2 separate regions of the Sus scrofa genome follow, and region 2 is linked to region 1. The links are chromatin contacts, called in public HiChIP or PLAC-seq maps. All regions are on one chromosome and are shown on one strand. Each heading gives the region's core, a stretch centred on a gene start, on an enhancer-like site or on the middle of the called end of the contact. The rest is flanking DNA. Distances are from core to core; before and after follow the strand shown. Region 1 holds the start of CEP70 (centrosomal protein of 70 kDa). Region 2 holds the start of PIK3CB (phosphatidylinositol 4,5-bisphosphate 3-kinase catalytic subunit beta isoform).

What was found. HiChIP or PLAC-seq counts read pairs in DNA pulled down with a chosen protein or histone mark.
Region 2: an H3K27ac HiChIP or PLAC-seq map of alveolar macrophages shows a contact between it and region 1. The contact joins the promoter of PIK3CB here to the promoter of CEP70 in region 1. A contact is called at or near these places in 2 of 2 datasets of contacts at active chromatin or transcription factors (alveolar macrophages and skeletal muscle).

The regions. Positions count from the first base shown.
Region 1 is chr13:79,385,648-79,388,522 of Sscrofa11.1, forward strand. It overlaps CEP70 (centrosomal protein of 70 kDa), which reads right to left and starts at 1,293. Exons shown (of 19, transcript XM_013982061.2): 1 at 1,137-1,293.
Region 2 is chr13:79,609,569-79,612,516 of Sscrofa11.1, forward strand. It overlaps PIK3CB (phosphatidylinositol 4,5-bisphosphate 3-kinase catalytic subunit beta isoform), which reads right to left and starts at 1,272. Exons shown (of 25, transcript XM_021069526.1): 1 at 983-1,272.

The sequences.
Region 1 (2,875 bases), core at 43-2,542:
GGGGACAAGCTGGGAATAAAGCATGGCTGGTAGCTGTTCTTTTTTGAGTCACCTCAAAACCTGTAATTAGCTTTCTCAAAAGCACATATTTCACTTTACTGCAATAAATGGAATGTGCAATGCTTTCAAAGTCTCTATTGTCTGTTAAATGCAAAAGCGCCATCCCAAAAATATACCAATACACTGTTTAACGTTCCTAAGAAGCGAATCTAAGGAAACAGAATTAGGATCGGATCTTACCTCGATTAAATCATCCTGCCCCAGGAGAGGTTACATAAAAGGTTAGAATAGGCCACTAAGCAGAAGCTGCGGGCAAAACCCTAGCCAGCCAGCCACCTTTTTCCCAAGGTGAGGTGGGGAAGGCCCGGGTCTACTTGACAATACCAAAAGTAAAAACAAAACAAAACCTCATGCAGAAGAAGATTGAGGCCAAAAGAGGTAATGCCCGCACAGTCTTTACCATTATTATGTATAGAAAATAAAGTGGTACAGAAACCCTTCTACATTTCAACATTTCCATCTCACTGATTTTCTTAATAAAATCATATTAGATTCCACATAAAGAGACTCTCCAACTCTGCAAAGATTACTTAAACCAGAGAAGGGATTACTCACCTACCCCTTTGTGTATCCCCCACCTTCTGCTACGAGCCTTCACTCGCCAAGTTACCTTCCCAGGCACCTAGATTCTGAAACGTGGGGCGAGACCCCCCGGCCAGCGCATGGGGACGGAGTAACTACCAACAACTATCCAGAATCCAGGCTGCGCCAGGTATCCGTCCAAGCTTCACACTCACTACCTCAATTAACCTTCTCAACCACCTTGTAAGGAAAGATTTACCAGCTGTCGTCTACAACTGAAGAAACTGATGCGCTGAGATGTTAAATGAGGAGCCAAAGATCACAAGGGGCGAGGAGCCAGGACTAGGACCAGGTCGATCAGGTTCCCCCCACCCGCCCCCAAACTCCTTATCCAGGGATTTTTAACTGGCGCCAACCCGTCCCAGGCAGCTCCTCTCTGGGGACCCCAGTAAGGGTCAGTATGACCACTCGCATTGCGCAGACGAGACCATTTCCGGTGGAAGCTCAAGCAGGGGCTCCAGGCAAAGCCTCTGTGAACCCCGAAGGCCGCTTACCTTCCTCAGCTGCCGCCTCTCTACAGCAGCTCGCCCAGCCCGGCCGGCTCAGCCGCCTCCCGCCCCGCCTCTACGACCGTTACTCCACCGTGGGAGGCCAGCCAATCGAGCCCGAGCTCATCGACGAGCCCGATTCTGCTCCGGCTCTGAAAGCCCTAGCGACTTTCTCAGACCGCCCAGGAAGGCTGGGATTGCTCCGTGCCCTCTGGTTGGCTCTGCTGCTGGGGGCGGGGCTTACCATTAAAGTGAGCGATAGTTTGCTGTTGCGGCTTTGCCGTCTGTGCTCCACAGCTGCTGGACCCCTTCTCCTCGCAACTGCTGTTCGCTTACCTGGGTCCTCATTTGCCAGGAAAACTTCAGAAATCCACATTTGAGGCGGTCGGCGCGCGAGCGCGTGCGTACACACACACACACACACACACACACACACACACACACACACACGGAAATAAGTATGTCTTGAGGACATTTTACCTTCCCATTCAGCATTTGCCAAATTTCCGCCAAATGTCAGGCCATAAATCGCGTTCCAGAAATGCAAAAGTGGCTGACTGGGGATATTCAGAGGCTAGTTAGGGAGCTAGATATACACCCTGAAAAGAAGGTGCAATGTGATAAGACATGATCAGGAAAGGTATGCAGGGCACGGAAGGGAAAGAAAGATTATTTACATCCGTCGCTAAAGTCTTCACCCCAGCTGTATATTAGAATCACCTGAGGAGCTTCGAAAATGATGCTCAAGCCCAAAACAAATTAAATCAGAATCTGCAGGGCGGAACCCCAGCTTCAATAGGTGATTTCCAAGGCAGAAAACTACAAACCTAGAAATATGCATAAGAATGATTTGGAATTATTTCCCCAGTAATACAGATAGGAGAAGGTATTTGGAGAAACCTCATGTGCAAATTAATAACTCCAAACCACTTTATTACAATGCCTAGCTCACAAGTGCTCAGTAAATCTCACTTTTTTTTTTTTCTGTAATTAAACCTGAGCTCCTTGGTACAGGTCATATCTGCCCTCCCCAAAAGCCTAGCTCCCAAAACATTGGCAAATATAATGGGCTTCTTAAGGAAGCTAAGGAGTGTGTTGCATATTGGAGAATAAGAGGAAGGTCTTAGCAAATGTGCTGAAGAGCTGGGACTTTATCTTGGAGATGATGGGGAAACATAGATCAATTTTCAAATGGAATATAAAATGGAAAGGGTTTAATTTGGGTATCTTCAAACACAGCTTTCATGCATAATTTGTTTTATATATATGTAAAAACTATATATGTGTTATATAGTAAACCAGTAAAAACTATTTACAAAACTGGGTTTAAAAAAAAAAGTCTCCACAGTGCACAAATATGATCACTGATCTTTTTTCCCACAAAAAGAAATCAACTAAATCCTCTATTTATCACTTTAATAAATTCATCATCTACAAATAGGGCCCCTGCCCAAAATTTTCAAAAATTCATAGCTGGTTAAGTGACCCAAAAATTCTCAGGGGAAAATCCAGCTGCCACATACCTAAGGCGAAGGTCTGGCGGCCATTGTCATTGCATCTTATAGCCACACGGTGTCGCTGTTGACAACCCGTAGTTTCCAAATAGTCAAAAGATGAAGGTCTACAGCATAGCAGGTGGCACAATGGTCTACAGGGATCTCACACAAAAGGCATTAGCTAAGGTGTCTCTTACAAGGCGGTCTTAGGGGCCGCAGCTTTTACAATTCAACTTCAAGTCCATACTC
Region 2 (2,948 bases), core at 22-2,521, 220 kb after region 1:
CTCTGTAACAAGTGACAGAGCTTAAGTGTCACTTAAGATTATTTAAACAAAGTACTTCAAGTTGAATGTGACCCACCATCTTTCATCGAAGCGAATCCTAAAATCGTTGGGTTTTATTTCAACAGTAATTTCCACTCAGTACCTGAGACAGGTATTCCAAGGCAGCCTTAGCAAGAAAAGAGACTCCAGGATGAGACTGTAGGATTCTGTTTTAGCTCTAAGATAACAGGCTCCAATTAAAGTAACTTCAGTGGAGGTTACTGCAACATCAAGGCACGTCGGAAATAAATGTGCCCCCAAAGGTACACCCGCACCCGCAGCCAGGAATCAGCAATAGCCAACCAAGGAAGATGCTGCAGCAGAGTTTCTCCTAACAGCCTACCACTGACCAAGCACTTGCTGTTTGGTCATGCACATCATCCTGTCCTAGCTTCACAACAACCCTGTGAAGTACGCATAATTATTCCCATATACAAACCCGGATACTTTAGTCCAAGGCCCCAGGGCTGGTCAGTGGCGGCGCTGGGATTTGAAAATACGACTATACCCCCAGCATTCCAGGATGCCCGCCCCTAAAATACACTCAACGCAAAAAGGCACCTGAGGGTCGGGAGCTCGCGGGTGTCCGCACGGACGCAGGGGGCGAGGACGCCGCCTCTCCCCGAGAAGTCCCTCAGAAACCGGACCCAAAGTGCCGGCAGCCCGGGACACCCGGCCGCGTCTATGCCGCCCGGAGGCCGGGAAGCGCCGCACCTCGGAGAACCCCGGGAGGGCCGCAGGCGAGCGAGGCGCCCCAGCGGGCTGGAGGGCCGGTGTCCTCCGCGCGGACAGGAAGCGCGGCGCTGGCACCAGAGTCACGGGCGCCGCAGGCTGCGGCGGGCAAGAGCGCGCCGCCGGGCCGCGCGGGGGCACCTCGGCGGCCCGCCTCGACCGCGCCGCCCCTCAGCCCCGCCGCATCCGGGTCCCGCGTCGTCGCACTCACCTGCCCGGGGCTCCGCCGCCGCCGCCGGTTCCCGGCTCCGGGTGCGCGGTCAGCAGCCCAGGCCACCGCGACCGTCCAGCTGCAGCACCCCCATCCCCGTCTCAGTCCCCGCCCGCCTGACTCGCGCAGCGCTACACTAGCCCGCCGCCCACTGCCATGGCCCGCTCCGCCGCCTTCGCCGCCGCTGAACCACCGATTCACGGAGCACGCGCGCGCCGCCGCCGTGCTGCGCCCGCGCCCGCGCGCCCGCGCCCGCCTCCCAGGCCCGCCTCCCAGGCCCGCCTACCGGCAGCCCCCGCCCCGCCCCGCGCGCCGCTCTGGCCAATCCCCGATCTGCGGGCCGGGCTGGGCCGGGCTAGGTCGTGCCGGGCCGGGCCAGTAGAGCGGGTAGATGGGCGGAACCGCCGCTCAGCCCTCTCCAGCTACCTCCCAGCATCGGCGCTGCTGTGCAGCAGTTCCGCTCCTGCTTGCGGCTCCCGGAGGACTCGGGATCGGGAATCCCCAGCAAGTTGCCTTTAAAGAGAGAGCTACCACCTGCCCTGGGCCTTCGTAGCCGCCTCCGAGAGACCCTTCTCTTCCTAGATTTCCTTGCTGGCCTTCTCTTCCCAGTCACTTTCCCCAGTTCTGCGACTGGACCGTTCTTTCGGTTCTTGGGCACTGTACTTTGCTTTTCCCTCCTCCTTTTCGTCACTTCTGTTCTGTGGGTGGGGTCGTTAGGTGGGATGCCCCACAACTGGACCTTCAATCCCTGCACTGGTCATAAAAGCAAAAATCCAGACTTCCAAGCCCAAGATTATTTTTCTGTGTGTTCATTTTTGCGATAACAACATTTGGATGCAGTCTTACAGTTTACCCGAGCCTTGTTCGCATATCTTATCTCCTGTTATCTTTGACCTCAACCGGGGAAGTTTCACAGTCCTCTTTTGTTGGCACACTTGAATTTCATTATTGAAAACAAAAATTTTTGCTGTACAGCAGAAATTGACAGAACAATGTAAATCACATATGACAGAAAAAATAAAAACCTAAAAAAATAAAATACGGTAAAATAAGAATTTTAACTTATGGTAAAATTGTTGTAACTTACTGCTACTGTAATAGCTCAGGCAAATTAGTTTAATAGTCTGGGATGGAATCTCAAGTGCACCTAATATAAAGCAAAGGTAGCAAAAAAGTTGGTGACAAAAGAATAGTTTATATGATCAATGATCCTGCTGTAATTGGTTATTCGTAATAATTCAAATATAGAATGATACCATATTCAAAAATATGTTCCAGAAGAGTTAAAGACATAAAAATAGACAAGACAAAGACTTCAAGTAAAATTTTTAAAGAGTGGTAATATAATATTAGTGAGGGGAAACTTAAAGCAAGACAGAAAGCCCAGAATCATCAAAGAGGAAAAAAAAAATTCTACCTAAATATTTTACATGATATCACACGCTAACAAGACAAAAAAAAAAAAAAAAAAAAAAAAAGAATAAAACTGCACAAAACATATGACAGACACACTGTATCTTTAACATAAAGGAGTCTCTATAAATGGACTTTTAAAAAAGCCAAATAGCCCAGTGTTTTTTAAAAATGGGCAAAGTATACAAGCAGATAATGGATGGAAGAGAAAATCCAAATCGTTCATTAAAAAACACTTATTTCACTAATAGTCATGGAAAAGCAAATTAAAACACTAATCCATTTTTCACTCATTAGATTGGCAAACATTAGCAGGACCAATCAATGATACATAGGGAAACAAGCCCTGGTACATCTCTGATGGGACTGTAAATTGCTACAAACTTTCTAGGTATAATCTGGGAATAGTATTAAAGTTTAAAATTCCTACACATTGACCAAAAATACATTAACTCTGCCCTACGGAAAAACTAAAGAAAATACTATTTGTAAGGATATATACAAGGATGCTGTAGTGGTTGGATGGTAGCCTTCCAAAAGATAGATGAACATA